Linked DNA regions of Mus musculus: region 1 is linked to region 2. A link is a contact called in public Hi-C data. All regions are on one chromosome and are shown on one strand. Each heading gives the region's core, a stretch centred on a gene start, on an enhancer-like site or on the middle of the called end of the contact. The rest is flanking DNA. Distances are from core to core; before and after follow the strand shown. Region 1 has its middle 36 kb from the start of Gm31143. Region 2 has its middle 34 kb from the start of C330011F03Rik.

Region 1 (5,901 bases), core at 1,582-4,081, 84 kb after region 2:
AATGTTAGGAAATATAATGAAGCAGTGGGAGGGTAAGGGGTACCTGGTAGATCCATGCTAAGGTGTCCCCTTAAGAAATAATACCATTCAGCAGGCCTGGTATAAGGGAGGTTTATTTGGAGGAGGGGAGAGAGTGAGGGGACCTGGAGAAGGGTTAGAGGCAGACAGACTGGAGCAGAACCATGAGGACAGAGAAGGACAGACAGAGAGAACAAGAACAAGATAGGCCTGCTGGGAAACACAGGGGAACAGAGAGAGAGAGTGGGGGGGGGGGGAGACAGAGACAGAGAGACAGACAGAGACAGCGAGACAGGGAGAGTTGAGGGTAGCAAGCATTCCTTTTTATATTCTGCCACATCTGGCTCAGCTGCTGTTAGGGCCTTGGGGATCACCCACCCCTAAGACAGCAGGAAGCAGATCTCCTAAAGTAACCTGTGAGGGAGTCTCTGCCCAAGGTACAGGAGGGAGGGCTGTAAAGAGGGGCAGGCACATCTATCTACAAAAGGGTCAGCAGTTCTTCTGCCCTCAGTGTCCCGTGACCTTGGCTCTTGGTGGATTAGGTCTGCTTCTCTTCCTTAATTCACCTGCCTTGGCTTTGAAGATCTTACCTTTACCTTTTGTAGACTTAACTAAAGTGTTTCATCAATGGAGGACATATGTCTTTCAAGCTGGGTTATTGTAATATTGAGGTGTAGGGAATAAGGACAACTATTGTGATTGTAAACGTCATAATCGTGTTAGAGTCACATTTGCCTTTGTTTTAGCCACTAGAAAGGATAAATGAAAACTTACACCATAGAAAAAAGATAGCTATTTTAATGGATAAAAACAATAATATAATTTAGGTCTCTATAATTCAGATGGGATTAATGAAAGAGCTGGTTTTAAAGACCAGATGGGTTTTTCTACTTATTAAACATATATTCACTGCAGTATGTCCTTAGATATTTCTTATAGTATCCTCTCCCCAGTCAGATACAGGAATAGATAGACTCTAGGGATATATTTCTAGGAGATCCTTCCAAATCCCCTTTATGTCCTAGGAACTAGAAATCTTATACCAGGGCAAGCCCGGACCATGTATGAAGGGAACAGTCTAGAATGTATATTTCAGTACCACACAGTCGAACTTCCTGCCTGCCTAATGCAAATGCATCCAGGGCAGCATCGAGATAAAAGTGCCTGCCACACGTTTGTGTCTTCACCTTTCAATTGGAATAAAATGATATGTATTTTACCTCGAATTGTTCGGTTAGAATTGTCAAACTCTAACCCCGGTTTCTTTGTGTTGAAGATAAATCTTCAGGATAGCATGGCCTCAGTGCTTTATCACCTGAAAAAGTCAGAGTGGGGTGGAGAATCCAAGTGGAAAAACAAGACAAACTTTGACTGTCATTGTCTGTGTGAATGACCAAGTTAAAAAAAAAAAAAAAACTTTTTGTATTAAGAAGAGAATGTTGCAAATAAGCTTTTTAATGGAATTCCAGTGCACATAGAACAGCTCAGAGTTGTGTCTGCTTGCATTTCTCTTCCCTGTCCATGTCTGGATGGTATGGAATCTGGCAAGGATAGACTGTATCATCAGTACCCAGCATGGCAACCTGCCTATCAAAGGTGCTGGGCCAGATCTATGAAAATGTATAGGACCTGAGGCCTTAGGAACACAGAGAGAAGCACCTAGGCCCAGTGTTAAAGCTGATGGTTTAAAATATCGACTCAAGTGAGATCGATACCATTCAAATGTGGGCTCATTGGCAATATTTTAAGGGGTCTGAGGACCGTTTGGGAGAATGTTTCTAAAAGGGTTCGGTGGGGTCTCACATAAATATAGCTTTGTAGTGACAGGGGACAAAGTGGGATCACCTGATAAACAGAGAGACAATATGAGGGGCTTTTACTATCTATTCACCTATTAGGAGTTATTGTGGCTTACCTGCCGACTGACAAATTTTTCCAAAGCTGTGGGTTATAAACTAAGAGCGCGGCACCATTTTTTCAAAAGCAGACTTCTGTGAGTCTCTGCAGCATTTCTCCATCAGAACTGGTTTGTCTTAAGTTTTAATGCCTTTAGATTTGTGGTCAAGATTTTTAAAAATCGAGGCATTTCACATATAAATCCATACTTCCAATTTCTCTTGGAGATCTGACAATACTGGGAGACCCCCTTCTGAGCCACTGGCTGTTGAGGTGTGGCCTCGAGCAGCAACAGCACTGCCACCTGGAAACCTATGAGCTCCTATAGGGCAGAGCCAAGAAATCTGTGCATTAACAAGCTCTCCAGGTAATTACACCTTCCCTCGGTCCTGGGGATTGAACCTACCACCACTTCTGTGTTAGATGTCTATTTTCAGCCATCTTATGTTATATGTGTGCATGTGTATACGTGTGTGCTATATGTACTTGTTAGTGTTGGTTTATAAATATGTGCACATGGAAGACTAAGTACTAAGTGTCTTTCCTCGGTCATTCTTTTGGAACTGGAGTTATAGGCAGTTGTGAGCCACCATGTGGGTGCTGGGAACCCAACCCAGGTCCTCTGTAAGAGTAGCAACTTAACCACTGAGCCATCTCTTCAGATATCTTTTCTTTTAAGATTTACTTATTTATTTTTTATGAGTATGTGTAAATGCCTATTGCTATCTCTGTATCTATATGCATGTACACATACATGCATGCAGATAGAGATAGAGGTAGAGGTAGAGGTAGAGGTAGAGGTAGAGGTAGATAGAATAATGTTTTTGCAGGTGCTGTTGGTGGCTAAGAGAAGGCATCAGATCCGCTGGAATTAGCAGCTGTAAGCTTATGGGTTCTGAGACCTGAATCCAGATCCCCTGGGAGAAAAGCAAGTTCTCTTAAGCACTAAGCAATCTCTCAAACCCCCTATCCACTTTTTTTTTTACGTTTTCATTTGAGACATTTAATGTAGTTGAACTCATTTTATAGCCCAGGTAAGGCTTTGAATATACGACCCTCTTGCCTTAGCCTCTTGAGTATCTGGGATTGCAGGCCTGTTCCAAGAGGCCTGGCTCTGCCTGGCGAGTCTCTGCCTTGTTTCATTTGAGAAGCAGCTGAGATTATAACCAGGCGGAGCTTGGTGGCATGCGTTGTATCCTTCCTAAGCTGGCCTGTGCATGTATCTAGTTCGTGAGCTTCTGGAGATTTGAATTCCCTCACCTCACCGCAGAAAGGATCACATAATTTCAAGGTACAAGATTTTTCCTGTCTCCAGTGCGGATCTGAGTTCTTAAAGATCTGAGGTCACTGGGAGAGCTTTAGGAACCCAGGATCATCCCCAGGCATATCAGATCTATTAGCTGCTGCCCATGTGGCAGTATGAGAAAACTCAATTAGTACAAACAGATAAGGGCATATTGAAGTCTTGGGAGAAAGAGAGGCCTGGTTTGAGTCCCTAATGCATACAAGTAAAATGGTTAGATAAAGCTTTATTTAATTACACTACAGGCGGGAAGAGAGTCACAAGGCATCTTGGAGCTTTTAAGTGTGTGTGTTTTAATCAATTTTTCAGAATGTCTGTATGGTTTCTGCCAGTTGCCTGGACAGTCATTAATTACTCAGCCTCACCCTAAAAATAAGCAAGTCTCCATCTCATTACGAGGGAACTTGCTACTAAGGCAGCCTCCATTTGTGGGCTAGGACTGTAAGTCTTCCCAGGTGTGAGCCCCACATAGCTGGTTAGCCTTCTTTTCAGTTTGCTTGCCCAGCTGCTACTCTTAGTAGGTGCGCTTGTCTATGACACATAGATCAGACTTAAATTTTACTTCCAGATTCTAGAGATAATGTTTAGCTTCCTAAAAGAATCATAAAGCGATATATATGAATTAGGGCTTATCAGACATTAATGTCTCTTGCCTTTCCTAGATCCAGGGCTGGTTAAGTGGGGTTCTATGGTCAATTTTAGACAATGGCTTGGATCTTAAATAGAAATCTGTGTGTCTTTAGGTCTGGGGCCATTAAGAGAAGACGAATCTCCATGCCTTTACTTTCTCTGCTTTGGTAACATTAGATAATATATTTGAAGTGATGGACTTGCAGACTAGAGGTCACTTGGTTCTTGTTATGATACCTGAGGTCAAGGACAGCCACCTAACACATGCCAGGCTCGGATGTGATTAAAATTTAAGCCTTTTGCAATCTTGACAAGCCAACTGTCATGACTCAGAGAATCTGGCCTGGCTCACTAACACTTAGGGGTTTCAGTGAAGTCAAAATAAAGGAAAGGGCAGCTTGGAGCTTGCCTGTTGTTTCCCCATAAGGGGAGTGGTCAGCAGCTACACAGCACATGGTCTACCTGGACACAGTAGACTAATTCTCTAGGCAGTGATGATGCCTAAGACGATATGGGAATGATTACTGTGGTTTGTGATAAGTTTTCTAAGGTGGATCAAAACTTTGTTAGTTGCCAGGAGGGGGACTTTGTGTCAAATCCATGGAAAAGAAAGGCTAGGATAAGTGGGCGGAGCCATGAGAAGGACAGAAGTGAGGAACAAGCCAGGGGTAGGAAATGAAAACCTAGAAACCTTGGCCCTAAATACATATGGGTAGAGGGAACTGTCCGAGGAAGGCATATAAAACGAGAAGAGGAGCCAGTATAGATGCCAGAAAGGTACCAGTATTAGAGAGCCATGTGGAAAATGTCACAAAGAGTAAAGGAGATGAGGAGAGAGTGGGGTGCATGGGTGTAGGAAAGTGTTAGAAAAGAAAGTATGCTCAAACTTCTCTGACAGAATTGAGAGTGAATCACCACAGCATGGGGGCGTGGTGGCCTCCACTCCACCTGTCTCAGGACAACAGGGCAGCTGAGTGACAAGATATAGGTGAGCTCTTTTTGGCCTTTCAAGTGTGAAAAGCTGGGTTTGTTCTGTCTATGCCCTCCTGGTGTATTCCCTGCTGCCACAGGTACGGAGCAGCTCATAGGTTCCACAGAGCTACCCGGATAACAACCTGGCCAGGGCTACACTTTGTTCTCAAAGCTATCAGAGGCGCCCGTTTGTTTGGAATATCTATGTCTGTCTACCAGGGGCTTCCAACACCCACTGCTCAGGCCCATCTTCGAGCTGCCTGTGAGGTTGTTTGATTGGCTTTTTATTCAGTATCCCGTTAATTTGCTAAACACTATTTTGGTGGTTTGTGGATGTGGAATATAAAAATGTAGTAGGTGGTTAATAGGAGACAAGTTGCAAGAGAACGCTCAAACCTCTGAGCTGCACACACAATACCTACCCTCCGAAGGGCTGGATTCCCCCGGGCTACCGGGGAGCAGCAAAGCCAGATTCGCCATCCTCCTTACGGCTCTCTTTGACCTACTCCTCCCCCTCGGTGCTGTGTGGTGGGCGTACAACTGTTGCAAGTAGGTGGCACAGCTGTTTGCTTTGAGTGCCTCCGTACCTCAGGGATCCCAGCCACACAGTTAACATTGCAGGATGAAAATGGCATTTATGCTTTAATAAACTCACCCTAATTCTTTGTTCGAGGGAAAAGGGAGGATCCTGCTCACCATGGTGTCAGCTACATGTCTCTGTTCAGAGCGCGCCGCAGTGGCTAATGGTTTCCGAATTCTCCCTTGCATGGGAAACAGGAGCCATTAGAAAAATATTGGGTTGGTGTGAAGATTTCCCAAACACCTGCCTCCACCTCTGATGCACATATGCCCAGCGTTTACAATGCACAGTGTCCCTTTTTCTCTCGTTTGGTGCATTTTCATTTCCAAGTGCATGTATATTTTATAAGTGTGTGTGTACATACTTCTTGGTGATTTACTTATAAATTTCCTAAATGGGGAAGCCACACAAAGGTCACCAATCCGTGGATGGAATTAAATAGCATTTTCTAATAAGAAATAGTAAAAGAGTAGTCAGATACATATAGGCGAAGAGGGCGCGG
Region 2 (6,861 bases), core at 2,095-4,594:
CCTGAGCTCCAAATGGCGAAAACAAGTAAAAAAAAAAATTGATTTAAATTATGCAGGTGGAGGGTAATTAAATATTGATATAATAATTATTAAATTATGCAGGTGTAGGGTAGGTTTATGTGAAACTTCTGGAATTGCTACAGGAGTGGGGTAGACAATGAAAAACCCTGCATGGGGCCTTGAGCTGGATGACAATGCTGTGAAGTTATGGTTGAACTGGGCAGCTGGTTAGCTGTGCGTTCATCTGTAGGTTCGTGCATCTTTCTGAATGAGCTCCTCCAAGCCGAGGACAGGGCTGTCCTCAAATAGCCTGAGGGTATAGAAAAGGCTATTACTCCAAGCAGTCCTAAACACTAAAAGAAAATAATAGCAATCTCTCAAGTCATCATGATTTCATTTAAAGCTCGAGTCCTAAAACCAAGAGCTCTGAGGATCTCACTTTTACCTGTCAAAATAGCATGGATTTCAGAGCCAGAATGAAATGGCTCCAAAATGAACACATGGTTGAGAGGAGAGAAGGAGGAAGGGTATGTGTGTGTGTGTGTGTGTGTTTGGGGGATGCGGAGGGAGCTCATTTCAGCTCTGGATCAGAAACATGAGTGTAGACAGGCGGAGATGGGCAGACACGTGAGAACCGGGTTGCTGGAGGAAAATTCTAGTTCTGAAGCTTTGAATTTTTATGTTTGACCATTTTGTCACTTGTGTCACTAAAAAAGAACGGGCCAGATGGTGGCCTCTAGTACACGTTTCACAGCGTGGCGTCTGCAGAGGGGTTTACCCTGGATGGCCGTTAACAATCAGACTGCACAGTTTAAATGAGAGCTCAATGTGCAGAGACAAGAAAGCCAAATGTGAAATGCCCTTTAATTTCAGATCTCGGATAAACGTACATGTTCAATTTTAAAAGCCCTAGTTGACAGTCATAGGCCATGTTAAGGTGGCGACTTCAAGTGTCTGTTTAGATCACTCTCCTTTTGTGAAATGGCTGAACCAAACACTTCTTTTTTGTCAGCGATGTTTTGACTTTGTTAGGGTGGTCTGTTGGTTCTCAAGCTGGAGCACATTTCAGAGCTAGAAAACTTTGTTAAAACTCAGACTACCGGGGCTCTACTCGAGGACAGAGGTCAATTGGTAGAAATGTGTATTTCTAATATGTTCCTGGGCTATGCCCCTGCTGCAGATGCAGGGACTACATATACCTTGAAGGTCTTATTTTTAAAACACTTGCTCAATTGAATGAGGAAAAAAATTAAATCACGGATTTTCGCATGAATCTGTTGAAAACCATCAACCTTTTCTTTAGAAAAAATAGGTTAATATAGACGCTTATAGTGGACAGAAGAAAGAAAAGAAGAAAAGAAAGGAAGGAGAAGTTGTATGAGGTGGGCAAGAAGAGGCAGAAGGAGAGAGCAAGGACTTCTTAAAGGACCCTTGGAATCTCTCAGGAAAGCTCCGACTCAGGAATTTTGATCTACTCGTAAATATACCTACTTATTTATTTTAGGCAGGATTTCATTATACAGCTCTGACTGCCCTGAAACTCACCTGTCTCTGCCTCCTGTGTGCTGGGATTAAAAACATGACAACAGGCAACACAAGAGTTGGCCCAAGTATTAACTATTTTAAATGTATGGGCCGGCAACTCTCTAGTGACAATATTTGATACTGTAGGGCTAAGGTGATTTACATGAGAATAGTTCCTTAGGTTCATAGATTTAATTGCTTGGTTCTCTGGTCAGTGGAGATTACAAGGGAAGTAACAGGAGGTGTGGCCTCGTTGAAGGAGGTGTTTCCTGGGGGTTGACTTTGAAGTTTGAAAAGTTCATGCCATTCCCAGTTACTTTTACCTTGGCCTCCAACTTGCAAATAAGGATGTAAGCTCTTAGCTATTGCTATAGCACTATGCCTGCCTGCTCCCTTGCTCTGTGTGATGGTCATGAACTCACACTCTGAAACTGTCAGTCATAATAAACTCTTCCTTCTACAGGCTGCGTTGATCATGCTGTCTCCTCATAGTAATAGAACAGTAACTAATATAAGGACATAAAAGAGCTTGATTGTTTTTCAAAGTTGACTGATATTTTGATTTTTGAAATTGTCACTGCTGAGAATATCCCTGCATATAAGTATGGAACATAAAATGTATAAGAGCAGAAGTATGTTTACAGATATTTCAAAAATTGTTAGAGAATCTATTTTTAAAGTAAATATTTAAACATTTTGAAAATCAACCAAGCATGCTAAAACAATCCAATTCAAAAAATATATTAATTTGATAGCTATGTGCTACAGAACCACAGTAGGAACATGTTAAAAATTTGTTTTTCCCAATTAAACCATACATTTCTATAAGAACAGGAAATCTTGCATGTATAGTAAAACCACCATAATTCATATTAATGGTAGATAGTCTGAACTAGGGTGTTTCAAGCAGCATTCATGGGTCGTTTGCAGTATAATGGCCTGTGCAGTACAAAGTGCACATATGTATTGATTGCCAAGGTTGCACTGAAATTGTGAGATGCAACATAGGCAAGTTGCATAAATCCCACAAATCATTATATGTATGATTTTGAGTTAATTATTTTTTGATCATTGTACATTCAGAAACTTTTGCCAGTTGTCAACTGCTTTGTGATCTCCACATTTGGTTTTATGACCACAAATAAGGTTGCAAACTGTAAGCCCAACATGCTGTTTAAGAATCTGTGGTTTGGAGGCTGAGGAGATGACTCAGTAGATAAACTTTTTGCCATACAAGCATGGGTATTGGAGTTCAGCTCCCTAGAATCCATATGAAATGTAGTGGTTTGTCTGAAATTCCAGTGTATGGCAAATTGAGGCAGAGGATCCTGTGGCAAGCTGGTGAAGACAGAGGAACCTGTGGAAAGTTGGCCAGCTACAAATTGGTGAACTCTGAGTTCATTGAGAGACCCTGTCAACATTCACTAGCCTCTACTTGCACATGTATGCGCATGTGCCCCTGCACATAGAGACACATGTGAATCTATGCAGGCTATACATAGCCATATACACTTTTTAAAAAGAAGAGTCTGTGGTTTAGAGCTTGGAGCTGAGTTTGGGATTAGGTAGGCTTGTGTTGGCTGTGTAGCCTTTGGTTGACCCTAACCTGTCTCAGCTTGGCTTTCCCCGTTTGGAAATGGGATATAATTTCTCTTGCTATAAATGTTGTGCTGAGAATTAACTGAGCTAATCCACTCAAAGCTCCTAGCATTGCCCCTAAATGATATTATCTTGATTTTTTAATAGTATTGTTAATAGTAATGCAGCGTGAAAGCCCTTTATGAGTCACACAGGCTATGACTCACACAATACTGCTGCTGTTGATAAGAAGAGGGGTGCTTGGGTATCATCCAAGCTCAAATGAAGACTGAGATTGTGTCGTTGGAGTCTGGAATTGAGAGCCGAGATGGATGAGACACTTACAGAGCTCCCTAAGCCCCAGCCACTGCCTTCATTTTCAAATTTATCCTTTCCTCCCAGGGATACTTGGTCTCCTTCTATGTTCAGATAAATTCCCTTGTTTCTACGATGTTCTTTCTTCCCTTAGCCCACCTTTCCTTTGTTTTTGTCCTTGTTTCACCTTACAGCTTCTTTCATTTCCTCAGACAGGTCAATATATACTGCCCCTTTCTTCTATCATGACCTGCCTGCAGTCTTCATGTTTGAGAAGCAGCAGTGGCAGATCCTGGGGCAAACTGGCTCACTCTACTAGCCAAACTGATGAGTTCTGGGTTCAGTGTATCAGTAAATAAAGTGGAGAATGACTGAGAAGATATTCTATATTAAGTTCTGGGTTTCATGTATATGCATATACATGTGCACTTACACATATGTGAGCCCATACATGTGTACATGCACACATACATGCCATCACGCTACATGCACACAATAAATTTTTAAAAACAATCTTTGGTATTGAGTATTAATTTCCTTGGATTTTGAATTGGACCTTGCCTGTCTTAGTGATGACCAGATATCCTGAAGTCAGTAACCAGCTCACACTTCTCACATGTCCAGTAAATATTGAAAAATAAATAAACCAGTCTTATTCAAAACCATTCTTGGCTCAAAGAAAAATAGTGGAATTTTCTTTCTGCTGTCGTCATCTAAGACTCTTTCCCTTGGGGAAGGATGAGATGAAGGGTAAGAAAAAGTGAGGAGCTCTCATGAAGTTCCATGCCTTCCGATGCCTTCTGATGCATCATGAGTAGGGTCCCATCATAAACCTAGATCTTTGGTCCTCTCTCCTGTGGTACTATTATGAGTCCATTTGTCAAGCCAGTTCTACCTCAGACAAGACAGACGTGGCATGGTGAATGAGTTTTCTAAGGGGGTTGGTTTAATAGAACATTCCAGGGATACAAGGCCTTAATGCCATTGGGTAGCTCTTTAATGGTGAATTCCTGGGCTGAGGAAGATGGATGGCAGGACTCATGACTATAAACAGAAAACAGAAAGCTGGTAAAAATGTGAATGGAAATGTAATTGAACAAGGGAGCTGTGTTTCAGCCCCAGCAAGCAGAAGAACTTGGCAGCTTTGGCCATGTGATTTTGGCTTTAGAGTCAAGGATACAAGAAAAGGGTTAGGGAATCTCTCTCTCCAATCAAGGAAAACCTCTGACGTCAGGAGAATGGCAGGAGCATCACTGCATGGAGACCCAGAGATGCCACCGTGTGAGTTTGTGAGGGTGAAACCTAGAATTTGTTGGAGACACTGATTCGTTGGGGATTCCAGAGTCGTGGGCAACCAGCCAAGGAGAGCTGATGACAGGGAGTGAAGCCAGTCCAAGAGAGACATGTTTGTTGTAATCAAGAAAGCTGAGAAGAGTTGGAGATCTGGAAAGTGCTTTGACATCAGGCATGGAGATGCAGAGTATGGAGTTTGCTCAGCTGGTTTTAGGTCTTGCATTGGTTCGTTCGGTATTTTCTCACTATGCTCTGTATCCTTCCGTTTGGAATGGTGATGTTTATTCTATGACAATGTATGTTGGAAGTATGTGATGTGCTTTTCTATTTTTATTTGACAGGGTACAACAGTTAAGAGACTGCCATGAGTCTCCAAAGAGACTTTGAACTTTGGACTTTTAAACAGTGTTGAGATTGTGATAGACTGCTGGGACTTTTGAAGTTAGATGGAATGCATTTTTGCATGGTGATGTCTATTATCAGGGAGTGGAATGTGTCTGTATAGGAATGACCCCCTATAGGCTTATGTATTTGACTGCTTTGACTTCTTCGACATTAGGGAATAGCACTATTGGGAAGTGTGTTCTTATTGGTGTAGATGTAGCCTTGTTGGAGGAAATATGTCACTGAGGTGGGCTTTGAGATATCGGAAACCCAAGCCAGGCCCAGTCTCTCTCTCTCTCTCTCTCTCTCTCTCTCTCTCTCCCTCCCTCCTTCCCTCCCTCCCTCCCTCCCTCCCTCTCTCTTCTTGATGTCTGTGGTTCTAGATGAAAAACTCTTAGCTCCTTCTCCAATATCACGTCTGCCTGTAGGTTGGTATGCTTCCTGCCATCATAACAATCGACTAAACTGAACTGTAAGCCATCCCCAATTCAATGCTTTCTTTTATAAGAGCTGTGGTCATGGTGTCTCTTCACAGCAATAGAACATTGACTAAGACACAAATATAACATGTACTTTGCAAAGGACACCAACTTAATTGCTTTTCTTTTGTGTTTAACTAATGATTTAAGACCTGTGTCCCAGCAGTGGAGAAGGAGAACTTTAAAGAACATTAGCTGACAATGGCTGTGTGTCTTTTGGTAAAGTCACAACTTTTCTGCTAATTTGATAGAGTAGGCTGATATTCCTTTACATAGAGAAATGGCCTTAAAAGTTGGCCAAATGACACAGGGTGGAGCGGCTCAGTAAAGGGTCTTGTTTTGCTATGTGGCATCTCCTAGACTCTCTCTCATATTCTGCTGTAGCTTTGATGAATATACTGTGCAGCCTGGCAATTGCCCCCATGAGCTTCAGGCAGCCAGCATTTCACCCAGTTTTGTGCCTGAGAGATTTCTTAAAGCTATGGTAGCTCATTCAGCTAGCACCTAGAAACCAGGTAGAAAGTAAAGTAGGTTAGTGCCCCAGAGACAAGCCTCAGCTGGCAGAATGTGGGAATTAGTGCACGAGTATGCCAGCCTTCTGCACTGTGAACAGATCATTCTGGGACGCACTTTGTGTTCCTCAGAGAGTCAGTGGAGCTAGGTTCTCACTGCCTACACCAGCAACCACAATTACTATCTTTTTCTACACTCTTCCTTTTCTTAGTCTCACTTTCTTTGTTGGTTGACTCTTTGGATTTTGTCTGTCATCATTAGTTTTTGTCTGTTTTGTCTTTTTGAGACAAGGATGTGCTCAGTAGTCCAGGCTGGCCGTGAGCTCTCAATTTTCCTGTTTCAGTTTTCTGTGTAATGTGATTACAGAATGTAGTTACTGTATACTGTACCAGTATGTACAGTATGTTACCACAAACTGTCCACTTTTGTAAATATGAATTTTTTTGGCGATGGTATGGCACTTCTCTTATGAAATTCTTCCCCCTCAAGTCTTTTCTTTTCTTTTTTTATTAGATATTTTTTTCATTTACATTTCAAATGCTATCCTGAAAGTCCCCTATACCCCCCCACCCCTGCTCTGCTTCCCAACCCACCCAGTCCCACTTCCTGGCCCTGGCATTCCCCTGTACTGGGGCATGTGATCTTCGCAAGACCAAGGGCCTCTCCTCCCGTTGATGGCTGACTAGGCCATCCTCTGCTACATATGTAACTAGAGACACTAGAGCTATTAGAAGAAACTATGACAAAGATATGTATATTCATCCAACAACAATCT

The links. Hi-C and Micro-C count contacts between places; a contact is called where the count stands out from the background.
Region 1: a Hi-C map of the N1E-115 cell line shows a contact between it and region 2, with 5 times the contacts expected there. The contact joins two enhancer-like sites. A contact is called at or near these places in 4 of 484 Hi-C or Micro-C datasets (the HPC-7 cell line, the N1E-115 cell line, double positive thymocytes and 1 more) and 1 of 115 datasets of contacts at active chromatin or transcription factors (bone marrow-derived macrophages).

The regions. Positions count from the first base shown.
Region 1 is chr17:51,495,605-51,501,505 of GRCm38.p6, forward strand. It overlaps the pseudogene Gm46574. Among named protein-coding and RNA genes, the nearest start is that of Gm31143, 36 kb to the right of the region's middle. Within about 2 kb of position 2,832, at least 1 of the 459 cell types and tissues checked has an H3K27ac peak or open chromatin away from gene starts, as enhancers often do. A contact at or near this core is called in the N1E-115 cell line, where this site is marked.
Region 2 is chr17:51,411,182-51,418,042 of GRCm38.p6, forward strand. No RefSeq gene overlaps it. Among named protein-coding and RNA genes, the nearest start is that of C330011F03Rik, 34 kb to the right of the region's middle. Within about 2 kb of position 3,345, at least 8 of the 459 cell types and tissues checked have an H3K27ac peak or open chromatin away from gene starts, as enhancers often do. A contact at or near this core is called in the N1E-115 cell line, where this site is marked.